2 separate regions of the Mus musculus genome follow, and region 1 is linked to region 2. A link is a contact called in public Hi-C data. All regions are on one chromosome and are shown on one strand. The core of a region is the stretch at or near the end of the contact, and the rest is flanking DNA. Distances in the headings are between cores, read along the strand shown. Region 1 overlaps Clec16a (C-type lectin domain family 16, member A). Region 2 overlaps Clec16a (C-type lectin domain family 16, member A).

Region 1 (7,664 bases), core at 1,259-3,758, 140 kb after region 2:
TCTTCAAGAAGAGTGGTCCAAATGATTCCTGGATGTCCCCGATGGCTGGCCTGGGTCCCTGACATCTGTCATCTCCTTCTCAGCTGTCTAGCCAAAGGCAAATAACTAGTGTCTCCAAGCTCCTTTCTTTCAAACAAAACACTTGTTTTCATGTGACATCCTGACATGGCTTTCACTTGGACAGGGCTGGTGATCTATCCTGTCACCATAACACTTCTGAGGCCATGCTGGTCTGGTGATGGCAGCATCTTCCCCATGGCCTCCCTCTGCCACTGCTCCTTGTGGGGAAGGGGAGAATGTCCAGCCTGTCAATATTTGAACCACTGATCACCTGTGTTTGGGTACTGAGGTTAGGAGACAATTCCAAGAATCTAAACCTCTAAAAATATGGGAATGAGCCGGGCATAGTGGCGCACGCCTTTAATCCCAGCACTCGGGAGGCAGAGGCAGGCGGATTTCTGAGTTCGAGGCCAGCCTGGTCTACAGAGTGAGTTCCAGGACAGCCAGAGCTACACAGAAAAACCCTGTCTCAAAAAAAGGGGGGGGGTGACTGGAAAGGATTTCTAGTGAAAGGAATGAAAGAAAGAACCCCAAATCTCCACCCCCTCTCCCAGCCCCTGGGCATTGGCCACTGCATCTCCCAGCCCCTGGGCATTGGCCACTGCATCTCCCAGCCCCTGGGCATTGGCCACTGCATCTCCCAGCCCCTGGGCATTGGCCACTGCATCTCCCAGCCCCTGGGCATTGGCCACTGCGTCTTGGATTCTTGGGAAGAAATGAAGTCAGTGCACCCAGCTATGCAGGGCCCGGTTAATAATGAATGTGGAGGAAGGAGAGAGGATGTTCAATATTTAAACAGTGCAGAGCGCTAGCTGTTTTGCCAGTTACTGCCCTCCGCCTGTTTCCTGGATGGCCTCTGTAAAACTGAGTGCTACCCAGTTCCACTGCTGGCCTCTACCACCTGCTTATGTGAATAGGGAACAGTAGCTCTGAGGCACTCCAGCCAGAAAGAGTTCTGTTGCTTTTCATGAGAGGAGGAGATGACGGCATGGGGTTGGGGGTCTGTGGTGTACAGCTTGTGTGTTTAGGGTTCACGTCCAGGCTGTCTGAACCCCTCACATCCTCCTCTCGGGGCTGCCTATGTTTCATCTGTGTTAGGCTTCAGTGGCCTGACTAATGAGGAAGATTTTACAGGGAAAAGGTAGACTTGCCTTAAGAACCATCTCTTCAAGTCCATGAACTGGATATCTGCCTTCAGAGTTGCATGTAATGCAGAATTCTGTGAATCAATTCCTCTTTTCTTCTTGACACACGTTATATCAAAAGCAAAAGCATCCTTCTGGGGGGAGGAGAAAAGAAAACATTTGGCCCGAGACATAATAAAATCATGCTTAAGGATGCAACAAACTTGAAGTCTCTTAGTTAAAGGAAATCAATACTTTTATGATGAAATATTAATCATCCTTAAAAAAATAAGTCAAAACTAGAGATGCACAAGAGCCAGAGTGATTTTAATGCCTCAGGCATTAGCTTGGCATTTGCAAGGAAGCACAGAGCACAAGCCCCTCCCCAGCCTCATGAGCCACTTGTGGATTTTCGTTCAGAGCACCCGTATCTCTCCATGACATGCCAAAGTTACTTCCAAGCATTTCCAAACTGCTGATTTGGGGAAATGAGAAGTGAGGAGAAGAGGAGCCTGCAGAAGTGTGCACACACGCATGTGCTGTGAGCAGGGCAAGGAGAGCCTGCAGAGAACCAGAGAGAGCTACCTGTGTGCAGTCCTCCTTTGAACCAACAGTAATGCCCCCATAGCATCCTCGTAGGAGGTACTGAAGCATGTGTAACTGTTTGGAGGCAGGTCAGACTGGTTGGATTTTGAGTTTTACATGCATACAGCTGTCAGACACACAAGACAGCCCTGGTGTGCTGAAAGCAACGGAGCGGGCATGGACACATGAGGCTGAGAGCAAGAACTCCATTTTCTCACTGGTAGCTCTGCTGTAAATCCTTATGACAAACTAGGCATGGAGGACCCTCCTGGGAGCACCTGGGAAGCAGAGGCAGGATCACTGAGATCCTGTCTTAAAACAAATCCTTTAGCTCAGACAGTTAAAGTTACTTTAGGAGAACTTTCAGATCTCACTTTAGTGACTGAAGCCTCCAGTCACATGGGTGACAAAAGGACGGTCAGTCTCGGTCATGTGTGGTGTTGCATTCTCAAAAGACCCAGATCAATTCTCCTACCACACACCCCACCGCCAAGACTGACTAAGTTCTGCCTTGATAAGGCCAGCTTCCAGTTCAGCAGTCAAAATGCAAGTGCCTGGACATACAGTCTCCAGTACATGTGCTCTCAGGGCAAGTAGGGCTTCTACATCACATTACCTAGGAGCAGCTCAAGGCCTGGGAACACTCCTCTCCCCCTGTGTCGTTTATCTGAGCTTCTGCTTCTCCCTGGACTTCTCCTTTGCACATGACAGATACTGACCATCTGGCTGGCCAAGTGTCGTGGGGCTCCAGGAGCAGAAGCCAGCAGAGCCCTGCCCACTGAGCAGCAGCTGTAAGCCTCGGAAGCATGCTCTGGGCTGGTGGCCATCTTGGCCTTTGTATGACTCAGCATGTCCCCTGATCCCATCTAACGCCCACCGCGCTGATAGCATCTTTGGTTCTTTCTGTATTCATGTGTAAGGCAACATTGCCATCTGTCAGTCTGGCCTGACCCCAGTCAGTTAACACACACAGGAGAGCTTCAGTGGTATAGCTATAGCAGGAGCAAACCACCCTGCTCTATAAGCCCAAGTCCTAGCAAACAAGTAAATGGGAAGGAACCCCAGCCTGTGGCTGTCTGCCCTGGGGGTATATCGTACATCTTTTGCAGAAATTAACAGTGAATTCTCTGGCCTCTTTGTATTCTTCCACCTTGTGTAATCCTCGGGGCTAGGCATCCACATTATGAGACCTACCCTACAGTGCTGCCTTGCTTCTGGCCTGAGAGGTTAGAGCAGGGCTGATTAGAGTCTTCAGCAAACCAGGTACTCCTGGCCTACTCCAGCTCTGGGGACATCCTTGTCAGGGGCCTTCAGCTGGCCCACCTGCTCTGTCTCTGGGTTGAGAATCTCCCCTCCTGCCTCCTCCACCCAACCCCACCCCACCCACATGCCTACAAATCCCCATACAGCTATCTAACGGCCTCCTTCTCCCTGCTCTTTCAGCCTTGTTCACTGCCTCAGAACACAGGCAGCCAAGATGGCCGCTGGTGGTGAACTTTCTATTGCCTTGGCTGAGAGGCCGTTGTGGAGCTCTGTGCTCTCTCATGCATACATGGTAATGCCATTTAAAGTGGGCAGGGACTGGGAGAGGCAAAAGCCCAGGTATCCTGGGGAGAAAGCCCAAGCCCTGGTGCCCTATACTTTTAATAGTCTACAGAGCACCACTGCAGAACCAGTTCCCAGGTCCTCATGCCAGCCAGACCTCCATAGCAGGTGCTCCTCCAAGGCAGGGGGGAGCATCTACATTCCTGACATCCACACAGCTCAGGGGTCCCCCAGCTGCAAAACGGACACTTGGCCCTGAGGTGTCTCCCATGGGTGGTGGTCCACATAGCCAGGCCCTCACCTGAACCAAAGGGCTAAATCATATTAAAATGGCACAGGGAAAAAGCAGAATACTGAAAAAAAATTTTCTCTTTTCTGCAGGTTTTCACGTATAGCCCTTAATAACCAAGAGGATTTGTCCATGGATAAAGAGCTATAGGCTATCAGATTCTGCAAGTTCTCAGATATTTTTGTATGTTATCCCTTTAAAACCAACCAGAAATAAAAGCCTTTAAGTGTTTGCAGGCAAAGCCAGTCATCGAGTCGCCTATGGCAAAAGTCAGAAAGCAGAAAATGGTGACTGCTGTAGTGTTCCCTTCCCCTCGTTTACATATCTGCTACCGCCACCTTCCCTGATACAGGACAGAAAGTGGCTTTTCCACTAATGGGACACTGGGAGAAAATCAAAAAGTGATACTTGAGTGTGAAGCCCTTCGGGTGATCCCAGAGTTCATAGATCAGAAATCCTGCATCTTTAGACCCACTGGAGAGAGCCAGAAAGTGAGGGAGCAGGGGTGAGGGTCTGTGTCCAGGATACCCAACATGCCAGGAAACCCTCAATGCTGTGCCCAGGGTATCCACATGCCAGGAGACCCTCAGTGCTGTGCCCAGGGTACCCACATGCCAGGAGACCCTCAATGCTGTGCCCAGGGTACCCACATGCCAGGAGACCCTCAGTGCTGTGTGTGTTGCTGAGGTTCTCTCACTAAGCACCCAGGTCCAAGTTTGCTCCATGTTTATTTATTATTATTTATGTTATGGAAGGAGGAGTGTTTGCCACATGTGTGTGTGCCCACAGAAGCCAAAATGTTAGACCATCTAGAAGTGGAAATACAGGTGATTGTGGGCCTCTCAACCTAGGTGCTGGCAACCAGACTCAGGCCTCTGGAAGAACATTACTCACCCTTAACTCCCTGAGCTTTTGTCTGTCTAACCCCTTGTTTTGTTTATTTATTTTAGCATTTTACTTGTTTAGCAGTAGATGACTGTCTGTGTGTATGAGAACACATGCTCAGAAGCCAGAGGAGAGGCCATTGGGTGTCCCACTGTACCACTCACCACTGTATTTCCTTGAAACAGGCTTTCTCTCTGAGGCTGGAGCTAGGCTGTCCCCAGCAAGGGATCCTCCTGTCTCTGACACCACAGCAGTAAGGCACAGGGGCACATGCAGCCACATGCAGCTTTTTTATGTAGGTGCTGGGGACTTTAACTCAGATCCTCATGCTGTATCAATAGGCAGCAATCATCTTTACAGGTGAGCTATCTCCCTCATTCATTCATTCATTCATTCATTCATTCATTTAATGTGTTCTGGTGTTTTCCTGAATGTCTATGTGCATGCCTGGTGCCTAAGAAGGACAAAAGGTGTCAAATCCTCTAGAACTTGAGTTCCACATATTTGTGAGCCACCCTGTGAGTGCTGAAAAGCAAACCTATGTCCTCTGGAAGAGTAGCCAGCATCTCAGTGTGTGGTAAGAGCAGTCTTTAACTCTTCTGCCATCTCTCCAGGTGGCATCACCTCTGCCTAAGGTGGCTTTCCTCACCTTCTCCCTGATTGGCTCCCCACATCCACCCTCATCTTATCGAAGGATAAGCTCCAGAGACATACTGGGTCCGACGCATGCGTCAGAAAGGTCCATGTCACTCCAGACCTTGTCAGCAGCAGTACAGCGCTGTAGCCGACTGAAGTATTAGGCTCTGTCATATCTCTACCCAGTTCACCCAAGGGACCTGGCAGATGCAGCAGAGGTGAAAGGGCACAGTCAAGGCAAGAGCCAGTGAGGGAGAAGCAGGGCTGTGCAGGATGGCTGTCTTGGGTTTGTGCAGGAGGTCACAGGGCTGATTGATTTTTTTTTTTTTTTTACTGTTTCCCAGCATCTCAGTGTGTGGTGAGAAAAATATGAACACTGTCTGGCTAGGAGCCTGAGCCCTGGCCTCGGAGTGAATCTGCCAATGAAAGGCAATCTTGGGAGCCTGTGGTCCTTAGCTCCCATTCACAGTGGCAGCCCTGGCAGCCCTGGAGCCTCTCCCTCCCAGGGGACTCTGGGGACCTCTGGCCCAGGCAGAGCTCTTACCTGTGCTCCAAGCTCACACCACCCATCACAGGAGCTGACATTTCAGGCTCAGGATTGAGCCAATGACAGCCCAGCACAGTACAGGATTTATGTACAGACAAGAGGCAAGCTAGCTTTGCCCCACCCCCTTAGGTAGGCCACACCTTGTTTTTCAAAAAGAGCAGAAAGGCTGGGGCTGCTGTTCAGTGGGATGCACCAGCCTGGCCTTCACAAAACCCTGCCTTCTGTCCTGCCTGTAATCACCTCACTCAAGAGGTGAAGGCTGAAAAGTCAGGTTCAAGGTCATCCTGGGCTACATAGCAAGTTAAAGGCCACCCTGGGAGAAATCCTGTTCTGAAAGGGTTGGGGCAATTTTGGAAATGTTATTTCCACATTTTAAAAGTTCAGGCAGTGTGTAGTTTACATAAAAGTCCAGATAGCCACCTTCTTTGGAAGAATTGGAAATGTACACAGAGTGGGGGGTCTTACACTGATGGTCTCAGCCCCTGATATCTTTCAGGACCCAGGGTGTTAACACTGTGTTTTCCTGATAGAACAGAAGGCTTTCTTAGCCTCCAGGTCTCTGTGGGGTCAGGGAAGCCTCTTAGTTCTTCCCACCCTTCCCACCCTCTTTCACTTTCACAGCCAAACTTGTACTGTGTGTGATCTCTACCAGTGGGATCCACAGAAAAATCTGGAAAAAAAGCAGGGAAGCCACTCTCTGGCACTGCAGTGCACCAACCAGAGCACTTCCTTTTTCACTCTTGTAGAAATCACAGTGTCACTGCTTAGAGAAGTAAGTTTGATGAAGGCCACCATGTGGTGGCTTCTCGGCAGAATAAATGAGACACTTTCTAAAGGCAAGCAGCTAAGTCTCCTCTGCTGCTCTCGGGGACGTGCCAGGAGAGGGTCAAGGGATGCAGACTCTCAGTGACCAGTGGGTCCCAAGACTTCCACCATGCTATGCTTTCCCCCTAAGCTGGAACTCCTGAGAGGCTCAAGCTAAATGTGCTGTTCTGTGACAGAAGTCTTCCTACTGTCACTTTGATTTGGCATGCAGCCCGATGTCGGTCTAGTACTAGCTGCTTCTGTTATAGGGCTTCAGGGCTTGTTTCTCTGGTGGTGGGCTTCAGTTCTCAGAGGGATACAGATGTATGCTGGGAGCAGCAAGCCCTACAAGTCTGTGGGTAAGGATAGAGTTAATCCTGAAAGCAGTGAGCCCCTGGTGGTCTGCCAGGTGTAGCCCTACATTACACAGAGTAGGAGCTCCTTAGAATGACACTTGAGTTGAGCAGGCTTCTGCACTTGACCTTCTGAGAGGCCCCTGTGGAATCCCCTACATAGACTCAAGCCAGTTCCATAATTCCAAAAAGGCAAATGCTTTTTAACCTGGAACACTTATATTTTAGTCAAATACCCAGAAGGCACCACCAGCCCCTGCTTTCTTGGAAGATTAAAAAAGCTTCAGCCCAGGCCCCAGTGTCCCTGTCTGCATACTGTGCAGTCTCTTACCGCCCTCAGGTTCAAGGTCTTAGTCCTCTTTTAGAATCTTTGATTTCTGGTTTGAACTCAGAAAGAAACTCAGTCCATCCACTGGGTTCTACCAAAACCTCCACTTACATCATGGAAGGAAGTTGAATTCATAATCAGGATCACTTGCCCCTCCCCTTTTTCTTCATCCTACCATGTCCAGATCCCTGTACTCCACCAGAACTACCAGCCCCATAGGCTCAGGGCAATTTTCTCCCTACCAGAAGAAGGTCAGAGCCAGCATACCAATATGACCAGGGGACGTAGCCTGTATCCTGCATTAACAAGGCATTCCTCACAATATCAGATAAGATTAGCTTCAACAACATAGAAAATGCTAGAAGGGAGGTTTCTGTTGCTCTCCAGTGACAGCTTCATGAATATGGGTAAACAAGGGATCCATGAGGCATCAGAGACCCTGCTCCTCTCCACTCAGTGTTCTTCCTTCCCTCATAAAGAGTTCCCCTCTTAGTCCAGGATGACTGCT
Region 2 (6,714 bases), core at 1,947-4,446:
CAGACTTCTGAGTTTGCAGCCTTGGCCATGCATAGTTGGTTCCACTGTCCTATGCTCTGTTTTCTCTTGCTCTCTTCTAACTGTGTCTTTTGGTTTAGATGCCTCCTGACTAGGCTTTGTCCTTCTGGGCCGCTGTCTCACCTTCCCAGTTCCTAACCCTGTTAACTGTTGTCTGTTTTTGCCTTTCCTCCAATGCCGATTCCTGTTCCTTATTCCAGTGTCATGTAAGTTATTAACCTCTGGTTTTCCTCTTTCTGAGCTTGCCTTACAAGTAAATGCAGGAGAGTTGGTTTGAGAGTGCTGCGTTCTCAGTTTAGTCAGGCCTTGCCCTTGCTGATGTACAGGCTCTCCAGTGCACTGAGTGTCCCTCCCTCAGTTATAACAGTAATGACTAAGTGTGTTAGTTGAGAGAAGAGCACCAGCACAGCTTTGTGTGATAACTAAGATAAATATTTCCAAGTATTTTCAGGAAAGACAGAGTCTCAGATGGTAGCAAGGTTTTTCATGGTGATTTTTGGTTTGTTTGGGTGTTTTGTTTTGTTAAACTGTCCTTGAATTATTTTGGTGGCTTACTATCTCTTCTTTTGTGCGTCCTCTTAGTGGATAACCAGGCCATGCTGCACTACATCAGAGACAAAACCGCTGTCCCGTACTTCTCCAATTTGGTCTGGTTCATTGGGAGCCATGTGATCGAACTTGACAACTGTGTGCAGACAGATGAGGAGTAAGTAGTGTTCCAGCCGTCTCATTGGAGAACAGGGTGCTGAGGATGTGTGTTTCCACCAAGCAAAAGTAGAGAGGAGAGCAGCACTTGTGTCTACGCAGGCAGTCAGGACTCCAGGCTGCAGAAGGCTCTGCTTCCCTGTTTGGGGTGGTGGGAAGTTGGAATTTTCCCATGTGCCTCCGTATGGGCACTGGAGCAACACTGCCTCTAGCTGGGGCTGTGAGGCTGCTGATCAGAAAATGAGGGTGTGTGAATCACCAAAATGTAGTGCATGGGTGACTTGTTAAAGCCCTTGCCTCACAAACCTAAGGACCTGAGTTCTATCCCTGGAAACGACATGGAAGTGCAGGGTCCAGTGATTGAAAAGGCAAGTCTCTGGAGCTTTTCGGCCAGCTAGTTTACTTGGTAAGTTCCAGACCAGTGAGATACTCTGTCTTTCACAAAAGACAGCACACACAAGCACCACACACAAACACATGCACATATACTGTACCCTCTTTCCACACAGAACACAAAATGGCCAAAATGGGATCTGTCTATGCAGTGGAGTAGTACTTAGCCATGACTGGTCTGAAGTGCTGACACATGCTCTGATAAACCTCTAAAACATGGCCTGAGTGAGGGGCAGACACAAGCACCTCACAGCCCGGGATCTCACTGAAATGCCCAGAAGGGACAGTCTAAAGACAGAGTAGATGAGAGGTTTCCTAGGGCGGGGATACAGGATGAGGGGGTGTTTCTGGGAGCAGGTCAGAAAGCTGCTGCTGCTGAGTACAGGGCTTTTGACAGACAAGATTGAAAATGTTACAAAGCAGATGTGATGAACATACATGGGGCCTCAGAGAGCACTTGCTGAGGCCCTAAGTTCAACTGCTAGTACTCCAAGAACAAAAATGTAAGAAACCCATTACATTATGTACATGAAATGAATGAGTTTTATTTATCAGTGAATCGTATCTCAAGAAAACCTTTAAAACACGATTTAAGATGGTGGTGGTGACCATGTCCTCAGAGTGAGGACTTGAAGTTCCACAGTGGCTTTTTCTGTCTTGATACTGTTTGACCTTCTGAACTGGGCACTTTGCTTTGCAGAATGTTGAGCAGCCTGCATGGCCTGCCTCTTGTATTCCATGGCTAATAACACCTTTCCAAGTCAGGACAACTGAAAAGCCTCTTGACATTACTTTACCACCAACTGAGAACAAGGCTCCAAGGACAGGCTTTGCCTAGCCTTGTAAAAAGTATACTGAGATGGGATCAGGATACTCGGGGGATCCAAAAGGAAGTCTCCTGGACAAGGGGAGCCAGGCAGCACTGGGAAGAAATGAGGCTAGGGAAATGGTGGGATTGGGCTGACTGGACCTTCTGGAAGATAAGGGCCATGTGGATCACAGCTATCATGGAAGGAAGTGAACCCAGCGTCTCCTGTGGAGCTCTGCAGTGACCAGTTATGAGAGTGTCACCTAGTTACCCAGTAAGTACTGTGGGGCAGAGTTGTGGCGAGGAGAGTCCAATGAACAGCACCTACAAAGGCTCAGCTGCAGAGTGGGGAGCAGTACAGGTTCCACAGAGGGCAGAGGGACTCTCTTCACAGAGGGCCAGTGATTAAGCCTTCCTCAGCTGGGCCTGCTAGCTCAGGCCTGGCGTCCCAGATCCTCAGGATGTGTCAGCAAGAAGATCAAAAGCCCAAGCCCTGTCTTGGCTACAGAGTGGGTTCCAGGCCAACAGCCTGGGCAACTTAGTAAGACTGTCTCAAAATAAAGTACAAAGAAGGCTAGGGGAGGAGCTCTGTTGTAGAATATGTGCCAAAGCCACATGAGGCTCTAGGCTTAGTCCCCAGTTTCACACACACATTTTTTTTTTCTCTGGATTGGGGTAGCTGGGTCGGTTATGACAGATGCTGTTAAACTCACCAGAGCACTTCAGTAAAGTTTTTCTGAAGGAAACATTAAAAAGTGAGGTATATTAAAAGCCTATTAAACTTATTTTTATGGTATCTTAAAGGAGTAGTATGGAACATTGTGTGTGTGTGTGTGTTTCTGGGTCTCTGGTAAGGTGGGATCATAGATTCTTATTATATTTGGGCTTTGCAAAGCAGATTTCTGATTGGTATCTTGTAAAGGTGTGGAATAAATGCACCAAATTAGGGGAAAGCAAATCTGAACCTCTTTCCTGCCTGATACATGTTACTTCTAGAAGGATCTTAAACACATTTTAGATTGTCTAGAGGGAGAGAGTAAAACATGAAAATCCAGCTGTCAGATGGTAGGTCCCAAATGTCAAAAGTGGGTGTTCACAAGTGGTGGCCCCATTAGAACACTCTCTTTGCTCTGGCTTTTCCAAGTCTCATGCCTTCTGAAACATCCATCTATAACTTGGGTAGTAGTAATCCTGATGCAGGTACAGTGCCCTGCTCCCAGCTGATTGCTCTTTGCCCACTTTCTGCTTTTGAGGTCGTGAACTCTGTTTCTGGCTTCTTTGACTGTACCCTGCAAACAGGCAGCATGGTTGTTGCTTGCTGCAGGGTCACAGATGCCTCCAGCGAGGGCTTGAGGAAGAGTGTGTCTTGGTTCTGTGTCCCGCCATGTGGGAGCCAGAGCTTTGGAGTAAGGCCTTCTTCGTGATTCCTTACCTCTGGAGTACTTGGCTCGCTGGGATTTGTGGCTCTGTTAGCACTGGTCATAAGGGAGCTGAGGAATCTTACCATGTTGGCCAGTGACTAGACTACTATTGTGCAATGGCTTCCCACAATGGCTTCACTGTTTTTCTTTGCTTAGCTTACCCTGACTTGTTTGGAGTTGCAGTTGTAGGGTGCCTGGGCCAAGGCCATCAGGGGGAAGAGCCCCAAGAGTTCTAAAATGTTTTTCAGTGTCCTGTATATTATTCTTTTGTCTGCCCCTGTCAGGGGCAGTGTGGATAATCAAGAGACTGTCTACACTAGCTTCCCTAGTGTAGATTATCTGCACTAGCTTACACTAGCTTGGAGGCTGGAGTGAATGTGTCTCCACATGTGTCTTGTGTTTATGCTGAAGGCCCCAAGCCTTGGCCTCTGGACTGAGAGGAACATTTCTATTGCAGGCACCGGAATCGGGGGAAACTGAGTGACCTGGTGGCTGAGCACTTGGACCACCTGCACTATCTCAACGACATCCTGATCATCAACTGCGAGTTCCTCAATGACGTACTCACCGACCACCTGCTCAACAGGCTTTTCCTGCCGCTCTACGTGTACTCCCTGGAGAACCCCGACAAGGTGAGTCTGCATCGAGACCACGGCCTGCCTCTTGCCTGTGTCTTCTGAGAGACAGCCTCTGGGAGTGAGGGTGGAAGTAGCAGAGCCTCACACCCCAGGGAAAGGCCTTTCAAAGCTCACTGGCCTTCTGTTCTTGATACGAACATGACCAAGAAATGTAACATAGCTGGTGTCAGGGAAGTGTGATCCCCTCGAACTCAGCCTCTGTGCTCCTGTGCACCCTTCTATGGGTGTGCTGTCCCATAGCTTTCTCTGGTGCTCACTCAAGCTAATTCTCAGAGAATTGCCAGTCAGCATCAGAACTTTCATATGAAATGCATAGGAAGTGCTGGAGCGTGCTCAGGGAAAGGTCTCCTGATTACATACAAGTTGTCACCCTGATTCCTCCATGGGGTAGGGGATAGTGACTTCCTGGGAGGCCATCTCATTTCAGGGAGTTCACCTAGTTGAGCAGGCTTGGGTTAGGACAGGCCATCTATATGAGTAACCTGTTTCTAAGTAGTACCATGAGTGGCTGGTTCTGGGGTCTCTAGGAGAAAAGCTGCTTCAGGAAGAGAGGCCTCAGTTGTCCCTTCAGAGTTAAGGTTAGAGGAAGACAGGGCAAGGGAACACAGATGTATCCAGCAGAAGCTGTCTCCCTGCAAGGCACCTCGTTAGATGCCCCCAAGGCATGGTGTCTGTTTGGACCTAGAACATAGGCATTCTTCCAACTAATAAGTAAATAAAGCAAAGGAAGTCACAGCTCCAGCTCACACTGGAGCAGCTCTGGAGAGCATCACTGAGACCTAGGATTGGAGTCATTTCTGCCTTTGTCCTTGGACAAGGCACAAAAACGCAGGGCCTAAAGATCCCTCCCTGACAGGACTGCTCTAACATGGGCAGTCGTGAAGCTGAGTGCAAATCACAGTTTGTTTTGTGTTTTTGTTTTGTTTTGTTTTTGAGGCCAGAGGGCCCCAAGTCCTACCTTCCCCATGTAATGAAGGCCTGTGTGCCCAGCTGGGGAACGAGCACGGCTGTAACCTTGGAAGTGAGCACACCCATTGGATCAGCTGCCAAGACAGGACTGTGCTGCAGGGTTCTTAGGGGAAGGCTGGTCTCAGAGCCCAGTGGGGAAGGGGACGCACTTCCTGTCTGAACTGAGGACTTGTGGTCTTCTGTGTTCTGTTTGCCTTTTGTAACCAGAGCCACCTGTTTCCTCTGTCCTTCACTAGGGAGGAGAACGGCCAAAAATCAGCCTGCCTGTGTCCCTCTATCTTCTCTCCCAGGTATGTTTGTTATGCATCCCGTGTCTCCTACACAAATGTGGTCCTGTCCCGTGTCCAGATGCTTATTACGTAGTTCTGTGGATCCCGTCTTGAAATAAAGTCCAACACAAGGGAAACTGCTGCTTTCCATACACCAAGTAGAGTTTAGCCTCTCGGGAGAGGATGGAAACTAAAGGGCAGTGAGGCCTGGCATCGGTGCTGTTGATTTCTAGGTGACACTTCCCAGCAGCTGGCTCATGCTCATACTCTCTCCATCCCTGGAGATGTGAGTTTGTGTGGCCTTTGTTCACAATGCTTAGAAATGAGAGAAATGTGCTCCAAGTGCTGGGTGACTGCACACTCAGAGCTGTGATCTAGCACACAGCCTTGCCATGGCTATATGCAGAGGGGCTGTGGAGGTTCTGGTTCCAGATCATCTTCTAAGGGATATTAAAGCAGCCACAGCCTGAGATTTGAATCTTAAGCTAGTTAGTTGCCTGTCTCCCTCCTTAAACAACTGTTTCCTCCTTCACATCTTGTAACTATGTAATATTTATAAGAATGGGAAAAACTCCATGGTGACCCAGTTGCATAACTTAGAAATATTTAGAAATATTTTTATTACTAGCAGTCCAGATTCGTGGGCCACTTCACCCAGCTGTCAAATAGCCAGATGATTGCTTAGAGCTCTGTCTCCATGCCTTCCATGGTAGCAGGGTTGATCTCCTTTTAGTGAGATACTCTTCTACTTGGATCCCCTGCTGTTTTAAGATTGGGGTGATGCTGGCTCCTGCTGGCCTGAGAAGAGGTTCAGTTACCATCTTCCCACAGAGGGGAGGTTGATTAAATTCAGACGTAGCCTGACCACTTCTTGCATCCTGGAGCCTTATTCTAGAGACTTTGTTTGCTCAGAACTCTGTCTGAGGTCTGTTCTTTCTCAGGCCCCTCTGCTACCTCAGTACAGGACAGCTTCTCCTGGCAGACCTTTGTGCCCATTACAAACTTGTTACAAACCTGCCAGCATTGCCTGCTAGGAATTCTGGGAGTCTGTTAGGACCCAAACAGGTCAGGAAGCTACAAGTCCAACCAAGAAACTCTTTGTCATGACCCCGTCAGCTGTTGGAGCATCACTCGGGTGGGTTTTCCTGAGGAGCGTGGTCACCAGCTCCTGTGGCTGCCCCTCAGCCTCTTCTCTAGAGAAGGACGTGTGGCTCAGGCACCTCATTTCTTCAGTATGTCTCAAACCACATAGCTTTAATTCATTGTTCCTTAGTTTCATAGCCCTTAAAAAGAGCTCTTCTATATTAAAAATCTTGGGTTAGCAAAATGTCTCAGCATGTAAAAGTCTTGAGGGCAAGGCTGATGAACCAAGTTCGAGACCTAGAACCTACATGGTAGAAGGGAAGAACCTCCTGCCTGTGTCTGTTCTCTGATATCCACATGCTCATGGTGGTACTCACATGCCCACATACATACACATAGAATTAAATAAA

The links. Hi-C and Micro-C count contacts between places; a contact is called where the count stands out from the background.
Region 1: a contact with region 2 is called in a Hi-C map of Th2 cells, with 2.6 times the contacts expected there. The contact joins two enhancer-like sites. A contact is called at or near these places in 1 of 15 datasets of contacts at CTCF or cohesin (CD8 T cells), 15 of 484 Hi-C or Micro-C datasets (B cells, the G1E-ER4 cell line, the N1E-115 cell line and 9 more) and 2 of 115 datasets of contacts at active chromatin or transcription factors (DN3 thymocytes and double positive thymocytes).

What each region holds. Positions count from the first base shown.
Region 1 is chr16:10,717,578-10,725,241 of GRCm38.p6, forward strand. All of the region lies in intron 21 of Clec16a (C-type lectin domain family 16, member A), which reads left to right. Among named protein-coding and RNA genes, the nearest start is that of Gm15558, 38 kb to the left of the region's middle. Within about 2 kb of position 2,509, at least 19 of the 459 cell types and tissues checked have an H3K27ac peak or open chromatin away from gene starts, as enhancers often do. A contact at or near this core is called in Th2 cells, where this site is marked.
Region 2 is chr16:10,572,700-10,579,413 of GRCm38.p6, forward strand. Clec16a (C-type lectin domain family 16, member A) reads left to right here. Exons shown (of 23, transcript NM_001204229.1): 6 at 601-724; 7 at 3,803-3,977; 8 at 5,189-5,242. Among named protein-coding and RNA genes, the nearest start is that of Clec16a, 31 kb to the left of the region's middle. Within about 2 kb of position 3,197, at least 54 of the 459 cell types and tissues checked have an H3K27ac peak or open chromatin away from gene starts, as enhancers often do. A contact at or near this core is called in Th2 cells, where this site is marked.